Linked DNA regions of Mus musculus: region 2 is linked to region 1. A link is a contact called in public Hi-C data. All regions are on one chromosome and are shown on one strand. The core of a region is the stretch at or near the end of the contact, and the rest is flanking DNA. Distances in the headings are between cores, read along the strand shown.

What was found. A called contact is a pair of places that touch in the nucleus more often than the background predicts.
Region 2: a contact with region 1 is called in a Hi-C map of Sertoli cells, with 4 times the contacts expected there. The contact joins the enhancer-like site here to the promoter of Idh1 in region 1. A contact is called at or near these places in 1 of 39 promoter capture datasets (cranial neural crest), 2 of 484 Hi-C or Micro-C datasets (Sertoli cells and embryonic stem cells) and 1 of 115 datasets of contacts at active chromatin or transcription factors (pancreatic cancer cells).

Annotation. Positions count from the first base shown.
Region 1 is chr1:65,174,884-65,181,196 of GRCm38.p6, forward strand. It overlaps Idh1 (isocitrate dehydrogenase 1 (NADP+), soluble), which reads right to left and starts at 4,259. Exons shown (of 9, transcript NM_010497.3): 1 at 4,107-4,259; 2 at 348-485. The coding sequence starts at 469.
Region 2 is chr1:66,157,775-66,164,217 of GRCm38.p6, forward strand. No RefSeq gene overlaps it. Among named protein-coding and RNA genes, the nearest start is that of Gm51629, 70 kb to the right of the region's middle. Within about 2 kb of position 2,952, at least 6 of the 459 cell types and tissues checked have an H3K27ac peak or open chromatin away from gene starts, as enhancers often do. A contact at or near this core is called in Sertoli cells, where this site is marked.

The DNA of each region.
Region 1 (6,313 bases), core at 3,009-5,508:
CACACACACACAAATTCAAAAAACAGATTCACCTGCATATATTTAAGATAAAAAATAAGCTTTGGCTAAGAATTGTGGTATATGACTGTTGTCCTAGCATTTGAGAAGCTGAGGCAGGAGGACTTTTGTGAGTTCAAGGTCAATCTTAGCTACAAGGCAAGTCTCTATGTCTCAAAGAAAATTCAAAAACCCAACCCAGATAACAACAAAAAATTTAAAACCTTTAATCACAAACACAGGTATTTTTATATGTAAAAAAAAAAAAAAAAAACAATGCCAGGTACAATTTGAGATAACAATTGTTTCTGAGTTTGCTAGCTACAGAGAAGAACAATTAATTTATTTACCTATGCAGATCCAGTTCCACATAGGGAAGAATAAGTTTTTCCTTAATCAATTCCCAAATGATTCGTGTCATTTCATCTCCTTGCATCTCCACCACAGAACCTCCTTGGATTTTTCTGGACATTTTTACTTCAATAACCCTAATTTAAAAAAAAAAAAAGAAAGAAAAGGTTTGTACCTTGTCACGTTATAAAGTAGAAACAATGTATCAATGAATTGGTGACTATTAAAAAAGAACAATTTATAATAGCACAGTTATTTAGATCATCACAATTACATTTACCAACACAACTGAGAACTTCTCTGTGCAAGACACAGCTACAATTCTTTTCCTGCTGCTTCTGAATCAGGACTATAAGATGACTCTGTAAGAAATTATTTTACCTCTTGAGAGCCTTACCAAGGCCATCTGGCTAAAGTGTAGGGGAACGTGACCCTGAAACACACCCTTAATAATGCAATCATTATCTCAACCATTACAAGAGCAGATCTGTTATCTTAGAGATGAATAAATATTACTAAAGTGATTTCTCAGATAGAGAAATCAGGAGACAGAAAGGCCCCTTCCTAGTACACAGGCTTATCCCTTGGCTTTTCAGGGGCAAGAGCTGCTGTTTGTATGATGGGACACTACATTGTTCTAGGAAGGCCATCACTTTAAAAAGTATTTGCCAGGCAGTGATGGTGCATGCCAGGCAAGTGGATCTGAGTTTGAGACCAACCTGGTCTACAGAGCAAGTTCCAGGACAGCCAGAGCTACACTAGAAACCCTGTCTCAAAACAAACCAAAAGTATTAATTTATCTGATTCCAATAAAGGTCAAAGATGACTGCTTGGAAAAAGAGAAACTTCAAGGCTTAAAGAATAACATGCTTGTATTCAGGAGGCAAAGGGTCCCTGAACCTCTGAGAGTGTCTATTCCTTATAGGAACGGTTGTGTAACCATTTCCTCTGTAATTGAAGCATTCTATCCTACACTAAGCTCTTTAAACAGGCAGGTAAAGAACTAAAAATATAGTTTCAGGATGTCTCTGAAACTGAACAGAGTTGATAGGCCCCACCCTGACAGAGTAAACAATAAAAGTTGAGACTCTTAGACTGGAGAAGACCCGACCCAGGCCGGCCACCTGGAAAGGACAGTCTCCAACCCTTGAGCTGCCAGCAGGCTGTGTAGTCTGCACCGGGTTCCCAGCTTTTGTGAGTTCTCACCCATGCTGGGGTGAGGTGATGCAGAGCCATTTTTGCTCCTTACCCATATTCGGGTAAAGTAATCCCAACAGTACTTATTGGTTCACCAAGTTGGATTTTGGTGGTGTCTCTACTTTGTCCTGTCATAGGATCCCTGTATGGGCTACGTGTGTTGCATTTCCCTAGGCAACAAGTGCCCTGTTCTGTCACACAAGTGACACTATATTGGGAACTTTCTTTCCAGAAATGCAGTGGCATATAGATCAATGTTATAGCTGAGGAACAGAAAGACTTTAAAGCAATTAGATAACAACCTAAAGCTGTCTTGAAACTAATTTGATCCTTAATTTTTTTTTAAAGGGAAATGATTATTAGACAGTAGGTCTCAGCACCTCACAAGAAGTCAGGAATATTTCCCAACTCTCAAATCCCATTTTTATGTCTGAGATTTGCATTTCTAGCATCCTATTTCTAGTATTGAATTTGTACCCTGAGTCCATCACCAGGGAAGTTTCTGGAAGCCAGTTAAAAGAAATCAACAAGCTGGTGTGGGTGAACCAATACCACCCATGAGATACAACTTAAAGATTAACTTGCAGTAGATCACAGAGTTCATAATTAATTCCATTTTCACCATGGCCATACTTTAGAGAGACAGCTAACTTATCTCAGTTTTGATACTGCACTCTCACGGTCATGTTCCTACACGGCATTACACAACAGTTATGACTAGGCTATTTTTCTGCGATGGCAAATACAGCTAATAAAATATCACAATGCCGGGAATGTCTGAACTTTTTTATTTGCTTTGTTATTTCCTTCTTGGTGTGTATATACTCTGATGTAATCTTTTTATATCTCAGAATTCACCAATGAATGATAAACGTCAGATTTCCTTCCCTTTATCTATTTAGTTTTTTTTTTTTTTTTTTAGCACTTGTTAATTAAAGAAGTGAAGCTGTATTGTAACTACTATCACACTTCTGGATTTGATTTCCATGGCATGTATGGGCTTTAGGTACCCCTAGATTCCCTGACTTCTTGGGTCTCACATTTTCTGATCCCACCCAACCCCAACTTTTAAAGGAAAGTTTGATCCAAGCCTAATAGCTACCAGCTTATTTACATAGTCTGAAGGCAGCCAGTTTCCAATCTGACAGCCTGTGCAATTCCAGAAAACAAACATAATAGACTAGTTAAGCAATAGGAACCCTTTGCCATACTTAATTTTACTTCCATAAATCTCAAGTTTCTATCTTGAGCCGATCTTTTTGTTTTCCAGCCAAGTTCAAGTTGCAAAACATGTGGGGACTCTAAGGAAGTAGTTGCAGTATATTGTCGAAAAATTCCTGCTTCTCTCTTTTCCCAGTGCCTACACTTGCACTAACGCCCAACTAACTATACAATGTGGTCACATTAAAGATATCAGATTAGAGGGCAAAATTGCTAATTCTTATCTTGATGGTGAACGGACTTGCAATTATAACAAGGCCTCTCAATTTTGATGACTTAAACAAGTGTCCTTTCAATTTATCTCCTAAAACAAAGCAAGATCCGGAACAGAAAGTCTTAACATACAAATACCCCTGCCAGGAGGATTTGTATTTAATATCAGCCTTACAGCCCAGTTTATCTGGTTTAAAGTACAGTGCTTGAGTGTATCCAGAGGGGCAAAGGGCAGGAGCCTTCCAAATAAAGGTCACAGGAGTACAAATATTGGTGCGCACACACGCTCACACCACAGGACGGTGAGTCCTAGAGTGAGCGCCCGGCTCTTTGGCTTTTTGCAGGTCTCGGGTTTGCTCGACCTCGGGTGACACTGAGACAGGAGATATCCATGTGGGCGTTGTGCAAGCTCTGCTAATGAAGCTGACTCGGTTCCTCCTTCCAGATCCCCACACCAGCCCCTCCTCTCAGCACTGCCAGGACCTTTTAAATACGAGGTCCACTGAGATGGCTGCATCTGGAATCGAGACCCCAGGGCGCCCCCAAGTGGCTAAGCAAACACTACAGACTGAAGCTGGAGGCTCCGCCTACCTTCATCCCCTCCCTCTCTTGCACTCTCATTAGCTCTTCTCCGACCACAAGGCAGGTCCCACCCCTGAACCTTGAAGGGAGTACACGCCTAAATTCCTGGCTTACACCCTTTCTGCAACCAGCTTTCCTGCCTAGTCCTTTTACACCCAACACTCAAGAGTTCTGTGCGTCCACCTCAAAGCTAAATTCTCCTCCGCGGGTGCCTTGCCACTTGTCACTGCTTGCAACGTCCTCGCCTCCCAAAGCGATCCCAACCTCGGAAGCGCCCTTCTATACAGATAGGCAAGCAGCACTCTGCTACTCCCATTTCCCTTCTCTACGCCCAAACTCTGGAAGCGTCCCTGAGTGCACCAGGGCCTTGCCACTGAGTTCATCTCTGCACAGCCAAGACCTGGGGTTTCTTCCTTTTTTCTCACTCCAGCTTTCAACGGAATAGTTTAATAGTAAGGGGCGGCGGCTGCCGCTCTAAGCCTTGGGGCACCTGTAGGGAGGGGAAGGAGCGCCCGCTTGCAGCCGGAGGCGCCCCAGCTACTCACCGGCTCACACCCGCGCGTACACACAAGCTGTAATAAGCCGGCCCCAGTTAGATCAGCATCTGCCACAACCTTCGCTCGGAAGCCCAGCGGCAGGGTCAAGGCTGTTTAACTCTTCCCGGCTTTGTCTCCTCCCAGGCCCCACCCCCTCAGCCCACCTCCCGAAGCCCCGCCCCCTCCACGACGCCATTCGCCGCCTCCGACTTTGTGGGGTGGGCCGAGGCATAGATTGAGATTAAGTCTGGGATGCAGCGGTCCGCTGTTCCCGGTGGGGGATGGGACTGCCACGCCGCGGAGATTCCTCGGGAACACCCTGCAGTTGAGGAGCGAGGACGCCACCTACTGACAGGCTATCGGAAGCGCCGAGACCGAGTGTTCTGGGCTCCGCAACAATCTAGGAATCCCAGCGTTGAGTATCCAGGTTCTCTGCAAAAGGTACAAAAGAGGGAGCCCTCCCTAGACTGGATCCCTTCCTGGAGTCTCCGGATGCCTCTTAGAGCTGGACTGTGCCCTTTGAAGAATGTGCATTTGAGGTTTCTTAAAGGCGTGTGAGGACTACAGATTCTACCTTAATGCAAAAGCTAAAACAGAGCGCATTTTCCATTTCAAAATCAAGAACAAACAATACCCTACACACAAATACATATATGAGTAAAACCATTCATATTCTCATGCTGAGGCTTTTACAGAGCTTCACCATTCCACCCCAATAATTCCCTCCACTACCAATGATCCGTATTCCCAACTGTTGCTGTTTATAAATAAGCTTCACTCACCATTTGTCATGGAAGACAGTGAGGTTTATTTTCTGGGTTGCGATGAAGCTGCACTAGAGATACACGATATAAATCTTAGAATTCTAAGAATGGGTTAAACGTATTCCAATCTTTCCAGAGATTTTTCTGTCTGTATTCCTTAGTCTTGAAAAGGAGAACATTATGACTTGTAGGACAATAGGTCATCCTTGATTGGTCAAGATTCAACGCTTCATGGACTTTTAAAACAACCAGCATTGTGTTGAAAAGTTATGAATTCACGGCAGTTAGTAAGATTCATTTTGGACGCTAGAGGGCGCTATGTGGAAAAGGACTCATACGTGGTGTCAGCTGTTAATGTTGATTAACTGGGTATTAGCTGTGACCTCCGTTTATTCCTATAAAATGATTAGAGAGTGTGTGAGTTTATACTTTCACCTCTAATCTCACTTTAAATCACTTTAAAAAACGTTACTTACTACCATCAGGCACATATTGTTTATATTACTAAAAGTAAGTATTCATAGCCATTCTTGTTCCAGAAAGCATTTTAGAATAAATTCAAGAAACGAAGAATAAAACACAATAAGAAGTATTGACTATAGGTGATGGCAAAAGTAAGAAGAATGCATAGGAATACAGAGCCATGGTGAATTTAAATATAAGCATCTTCAACCAAGTTCTAAATATGTGCTAAGCATGGATTGACTATCTGAGACACTGAGATAGGACATATGGCACTTATGTGCATGTCTCCATCTGGAATCCCGTTTTCAAGGGCTGATATGTCAAGTGCACGAGCTGATAGATCACTGAAAGAGAATATTTGTAGATGCTTGGTATTGAATTAAATTATTACAAAATAAGCCAGGTGTAGTGGTGCATGTTTGTATTCCCTACACTTGGGAGGCAGAAGCAGGAGGATTGCCACAAGATCCAGGCTAGCCTTGTCTACATAACGAGCTCCGGTCTGGTCAAACCCCATTTCAAAATCAAGAACAAACAATAGCCTATACTCAAATAAATATATAGGTAAAACCATTCATATTCTCACGCAGAAGGTCTCGTAGAATCGTAAAATAATAAACTTATAGACTAAATGACTGGAAAAATTACAAAACATTAAAAAAATCATTATTGATGTCTAATATGTGAGTGTGGAAATGTGCATGCCATGGCAAGGATGTGGAAGCCCAAGGACAGTCTTGAGATTTGTAGGCTTTGGAGACCAAACAGGTCAGAAGGTCACAAGGCAAGTGCTTTGATCCTCCTGAGCCACCTCTCTAGCCTCACAAAGCAGTACATCACCACTATTAGTAACAATGAGACTTAACAACTGGTGTTTGGTTGAAGATTACATTTCTCTTAAAAATGTGAATATGACATTCACTGCTCATATTCATGTCGCTCACTGCATTTGCATGCTTATGATTTGCTATCTTTTTTTTTCATTTA
Region 2 (6,443 bases), core at 1,702-4,201, 980 kb after region 1:
AGAACAGTGTAGTTTAGTCATGAAGCACTGGGAGACAAGCCCTGGGCTTAATGCCAAGCACTGCAAAATCAAAAAGATAAACAACAAAAACATGTAGATAAATATATGTATGTACATGTGTATGCATACACACAGAATAGCAATAATAGAACTAAGAGTTTTTTTGTATAAAGTGCCAACTATATACCAACTAGTTATTAAATATTTTAATGGTATATTGCCTCATTATAATGTTATGCTAATTTTTATTTATTCAACTCATACATATGGTCTCTATGTTCTAATTTGTTTCTTTATTACTGGGGCTATAATGTCCATTCTTTCCACAAAATCTTTCTCACTTCTGTCTTTTCTTGTAGATTCTTAGGAGGACACAGAAGAGCTAGTCGTTCATGTTAGTCTGAATAATCATTTATATTTAGTTCAGGAAAGAAAAATGTGGGATAAAAATAATAGTTCCCCAGTGACATAAAGATATACATGTGAGAAACTGTAAGTTTACACTTACTTGAGATGTTAGGGGCAAAAATCAGAGTTACAAAATCATGTTCTTTATTGACACAACTTTAATTAAAATGAGTAGTGTTGACTGTGTGTGTGACCAGAGTGTGAAAGGCTGTTGTCTATCATATGTCCAAGGTTAGGCATTTCAGAACATTCCATGCTTGGGAGAGAAGTCTGAAATAATTAACCCTGGCACCAGCTCTTTTAAGAGAACACTGATAGGCATTATCCAACGAAGATCAAAGGAATACAAACATGGAAGGTTTCAGTTCTAACAGAGCTGCTATGATTAATCCTCCTGAATTCGGTGCATACATGTAACACATGCTACGCATTGATGTATAATTAGAAAAAAGAAGACACCACAAACTACGCTATATCTTTATGAGGACTAAGACTTCAAACACAATGAATACATTTGTTTCTGAGGAAAACTGTCCAAAAATGGAATCAGTGTGATGTGTGTTTGATGGAAGCTGGGTAAAGAACAGTAGCCTGAAAAGCAAAGAGATTTAACATATTTGGTCCCTTGGAATGACACACATTTCTCCTTGCTAGGATGTCTCCATTGCATAACAGTAAAGTCATGTTGCCATCGAAAATGTCATCCAAGACAGGAAACTACAACTACCCTCTCTGTCTTCCTTTCTTCTCTTCCTCCCATTCAGAAAGATAGCAGGGAATAAAATGGTCTTTGAGTAGCTTCAGATGTAATACATGATTCCTTTGCTTGTATAGTTGGGTAAAATATACAAAATTTTAAGTGCAAGAAAAAAAAAACAAACAAAAAGACCAAGGGTTAACTAATAAAAAAAATCTGTGTATGAAGTATTTATGTCAACATCCCATTTCAGAAGTTGTACGTAGCCCCTACTTCATAGCCCCCTACTTTGCCTTTACCTAAATGAAACATTTAAAGTCCAAAAAGGGAAAGGGAAAAATAAACAATTTAGGGCTTATTGAGTCAAAAGAGAGAAGGATGGAATATTGATTTTTTTTCCTATAAAATGCTATAAAATGAAGTTGAGAAATCAAATGTAAAAAGGTGAGATAAAAGTACTCAAAATAGAGGAAACAACTTTTCTAACATGTCTAGGAGAACTAGTTCAGTTAAAGCCTCTTAGCTATTTACATGATTTCAAACAGTTCTAAGCACTTCAAGAAGGACTTTACATTCAAACATAAGTAAATTTATGAAAAACATCAATGACTAGTAAAAAGATAACACAGGTTCAATTTCAGGACTTTTTCCCAATTCTAAAACTCATTATTTGAATGCTCTACTGTGTAACTTTGATAGAAACAGCATCTCAATGACAAGATGTACACATAAGGGGCTGGAGAAATAGCCAAACAGTTGAGTACTTTCTATTCTTGTAGGGAACAAACTTCGGTGGCGCTATTACGAGGGGACAACCACCTAATTCCAGTTCCAGGGAAATCTTTGGCCTCAGAGCATCTGTACTCATGTGCACATAATTTTAAAACTTAATAATATACATTGTTTTAGTGAGGATTCCCCTGAGGAACAGAACCAAGAGAATTTAAACCACACCATAGATTTCAAGAACCACGTAGTGCCTTAGTCTTCGAGGCTGGGTGTGGTCTCTCAATGGGTAACGTTAGTTCACAGAATAGGTACTGGATCCAACCTGCCTGAATTCCTGAAGGTTTCCAGAGAGCCATGGGTCCTTTGTCCACAATGAAAACTCGAGAAATTCTGGTTCTACTCTAAGTGAAGGAAGCAATAGCACTTGGGTGAATCTGCCGAGTGGCAGGAGAGAAGGGAGGGAACTCTGGCAAAAGGTGCAATACTTTGGTCTTTCTCAAATACCATTTTAAAATCTAAGCAGCTATTAGAAAGTGTAGCCCACAATGGGGGAAGAGGTCTTTCTCCATCAACCAGGACACTTCCTCAGGTTTGACTCTCTACTCATATGATTTTAATCTGTGGCAATTTGACATTAATACCAACAACAATATACATCTTTTAAAAGCAAAGTGCATATAAGCTATACCAGGTACTGAAATTTCATATTTACATCTAAGAACAAGCAAAATAATATAAATTTTGACATCTGCAACAATCTCAGTTTCTGAATTTCCAGTTTTATTATAAATTATTTGGCTTGAGAACGAACACATTTGAGGAACCTACGCATTTGTAGTTCAGATCAGTTCACTTCTTACCATGAGAGTGAAATGAATTAATACCATCAAAGAGATGGGATATATAATATATATGAAAATGTGGGCAATTAACTTGGAAAGCATGAAAATAAAGATAAAGTGAAGCTACTTGAAAGATTAATTATAAGAACAAAAATGTAAAATGTGACAAGTGGGAGAAAAAAAAGATACTGAGAAATTCTAAGATCCTGTGGTTGTCAAGGAAACCTAAAACCATACTGCAGATAATGACCTAGCTAGGAATAATATTCATAAAAGGTTTGAGCAGAGATATAAGGACAACCACATTCTTATACCACATATGGGAGGAGAATTCAAGCTAGAACATTTTTTAGTTTTCCAATGTCTGATAATGTTGAAAAAAATAACTAGACTTAGGAATGCCAAGGTTAAAGAAATATCTGTGTAAAGGAAAGAATGCTAGAGAACAATATGTTTTTGGTACATGGCACAGAAAAAAAATCCTCACACAGACTTTGCTGGAGTTAACACATTAGCAGCCAGAAAACAACTCTTATGCTAACTTACTCACAATAAAAATAATTTTAAATTCTGAGTAACTTACTCATTGCTCTGAAAGACCAGACTTACAGAATTCATATATTCCATTTGTCATTTAAAACATTCTGTGTGCATTTCACATGTCGACTGCCAATTGGCTTCTGGATTCTGTGTTTATTTGATGAAGGCAACTATTAAGAGAAGATCTGAGGAAAGTACATAGTTTAAAGAAATCCATTTTCCTCTGAAGCTTGCCTGGAAATTTGGTTTATCTTTCAATATTGCATAGCGCCCAGAGCCTTGAATGCTCAAATTACTTTTTACATTGCATTGAACAAAGCATTAATTTACACTATATGCTCATAAAAATAGAGAATGGGTTATGTTAATTTTTTTAACAAAGGACTTACATGACACTGTTTATAATTATTTTAACTTTTAATTAATGAAATATTAATTTTATGTATTAACTAATGTGAAGTGTTTGGGTTCTATACAGCTAAATAATTATTTGAAAAATGTTGAAATGTTGTAGATTAATTTTAAATATTCTTTTGTATATCTTTATGTATATGGGTGTTTTGCTTGTATGTCTACCTGTATCAAATGTGCATGCTGAATCCAGAACGGGCACTGGATACTCTGGAACTAGAATTACATGGCAGTTGTAAGGTACCATATAGGTACTGGGATTTGAACCTGGGTCCTCTGGAATAGCACCTAGTGCTCTTAATCATTGAACAATCTCTCAAACCTGGACTCGTGAGTATTTCTTATGATATTGCCTTCTACAGAAAATTAACATCAACTTGAGTCAAAAAAATTGACCTTTGTTCGGTGTGTCTAAGTCCTTGGTGGAGGATGACTTTGTATAAGCCTATGTAGAAGAGATTAAGCATTACGTGAATACCTGTGATTCTCAGTGCGAATCATATGAATTTAAATGTTTGTTGTGTTACTCTATTTTTAGGGAGACATAGATAAACAACAACTCACCACAGATGACAGACCAATGTAGTGATACCATCACAGTCCAACTTCGTATACCAGTATGTTTTTTAGGAGTTACTTAATAGAAGTAAGGGTCGGGTATTAACTACTATCGTTCAGATGACTTAAAGGCAGTTCCTCACCCAAAGCTATGGTAATGATTTATGAAAGCTGGAATCTCGAAACTGTCTGCAAAACTTATAGGCAGCTAGACAGACTGAATAAATGCATCTCTTTAGTAATCCTTACTAATTACATAACCTTAGGAGGGAATAGAGAAGCCTAGTGCATTTCGTAAGCTTCAGGGACTTCCTGAGACTTGTTTGTTTACTTTTGAAAAGCCTCCATTTAAAAGTTCCTAAGTCTTAAAGAGCTGCCTTCCAGAATGGAATACTTCAATTCTCAGGAAATTGCTATACAGCACATCAAAGGGAGAAGTACAAATGTAACTGATATAAATAGACATTTAAATTAAGGCTGATATGTTTAAAGAAACATAAGTTGATAAGTAGTCAATGAAATTTAATCCATGATTTGATGCTTGAAAACTTTGATCTTGGTATGTAAATTTCACGGCTACTTATATTTTCATGCAGATGTAGTACTACAGCTGGGTTGTTTCCACATTTAGAAACAAACATGGATGTTCATTGATAAACTTGGTGCTCAAGTACAGTATGAAAAGTTCATGTCCTTTCACCTCAAAGATCTTCATTAAAAAATAGCCATTCATTGTGATGGCAAGACGACAATGGTCATTCTTTTGAATAGTAGCGACAGTACTCTATGTGATTATTTCCTTATTTATTTATTTTATAGGGGAAAAAAAGGGAGATGTATTCAAAGTGGACAAGTTGGAAAGGGGAATAAAGAGATCTGGTGACATCCTAAATCCATCTCTGAGGTACTGAGGTGATTGCTTAAACCTCAATTTTATTGTTTAAAAAATTATATTTATATATGCATGTTCTGTGTGCATACATAGTGCATGACAGAAAAGAGCATCAGGTCCCATTATTATGAGCCACTATGTGGTTGCTGGGAATTGAGCTCAGAACCACTGGAAAGACTAGCCAGTAGTACTCTTAATGGCAGAGCCACCTCTCCAGCTCTCTGAATTTGATTCTTAACATCACAAACTTGAATTAAATGGCATGTCAATCAAGAAAAGGTTCAGTAATTGCCTCTTAAAATAAGTTCAATCTAGTAACTGAAACAACTCTTATATGTAGTTCTTCTCTACTCTTTTACAGTCTTGTCTGAGATATTCATTTCAAATTCTTCCTTTTTCACTCTACAGACCAGCTTTACCCTAAGAAGCAAATTTCATTGGATTTGACAGCTGAAAGTCACCCTCCAACAATCTCATTATTTCAACCTATAGAAACATCAGGACTGTAATTTTAACTCTAAAATATTCCCCTGAAAGGATAAAATCTACAGAGTGTGTAATAAAAACACTGCTGGGCTTATAATACAAAAATTCACTCATCCTGTACAACATGTTAAGTGTTGATTAAGAGTTAGTTCCAGTTTTCTCAACATAATAAAATTTATTCTAAGGTAACATCTAATAATATCAAATAATATCAAAAATAAAAGCTTGAGGTTTTAAACTGGTAAATGGAAATCTTGAGAAAGGGGGTAAATAATGATAAACAAATATATCTTCATTAAAGGTCCTCATGGTGGGGCATATGCTATGTTCTAATATGAGACATGCATGTACAATTGTTTGTAGCATATCACATCCTCTGTTGATTTTTACATTCTGCATCAGTGAATTCACAGTGCACTAGGGATGGGCCTGTGTACACGGATAGGCAGCTTTTGGCATCCCTCTTTATGGCAAACTATACTTTATTCCTTAGTCTCATAACTTTAAAATCAAAGACTCATTCTAAATGGTAAAAAAATCACTTCAAAATTATTTGACCTCTAAATAGTAGAAGATTTTATCTTTGACCTTTGCAAGCAGTATGATTTTTGTTTTGAAGAATGACACGCAAAATGGAAATGGTTACCTTAATTATATTGGTTATTTTTAGTATGAGGTAATAAGTTAAATGCATCTTGGTGCTTAAAGGTGAGGGTTTCTCTGTCTCGTGTGTGTGTGTGTGTGTGTGTGTGTGTGTGTGTGTGTGTGTGTGTGTGTGTGGTTAGGTAAGTTTGAGTTTGCAAGCATAAGAGTCTGAGAAATTAGGGAGAATTATTTTTTAAAAAATCTCCAGTGTGTTAACAAATTTGTTTGTCCTTAT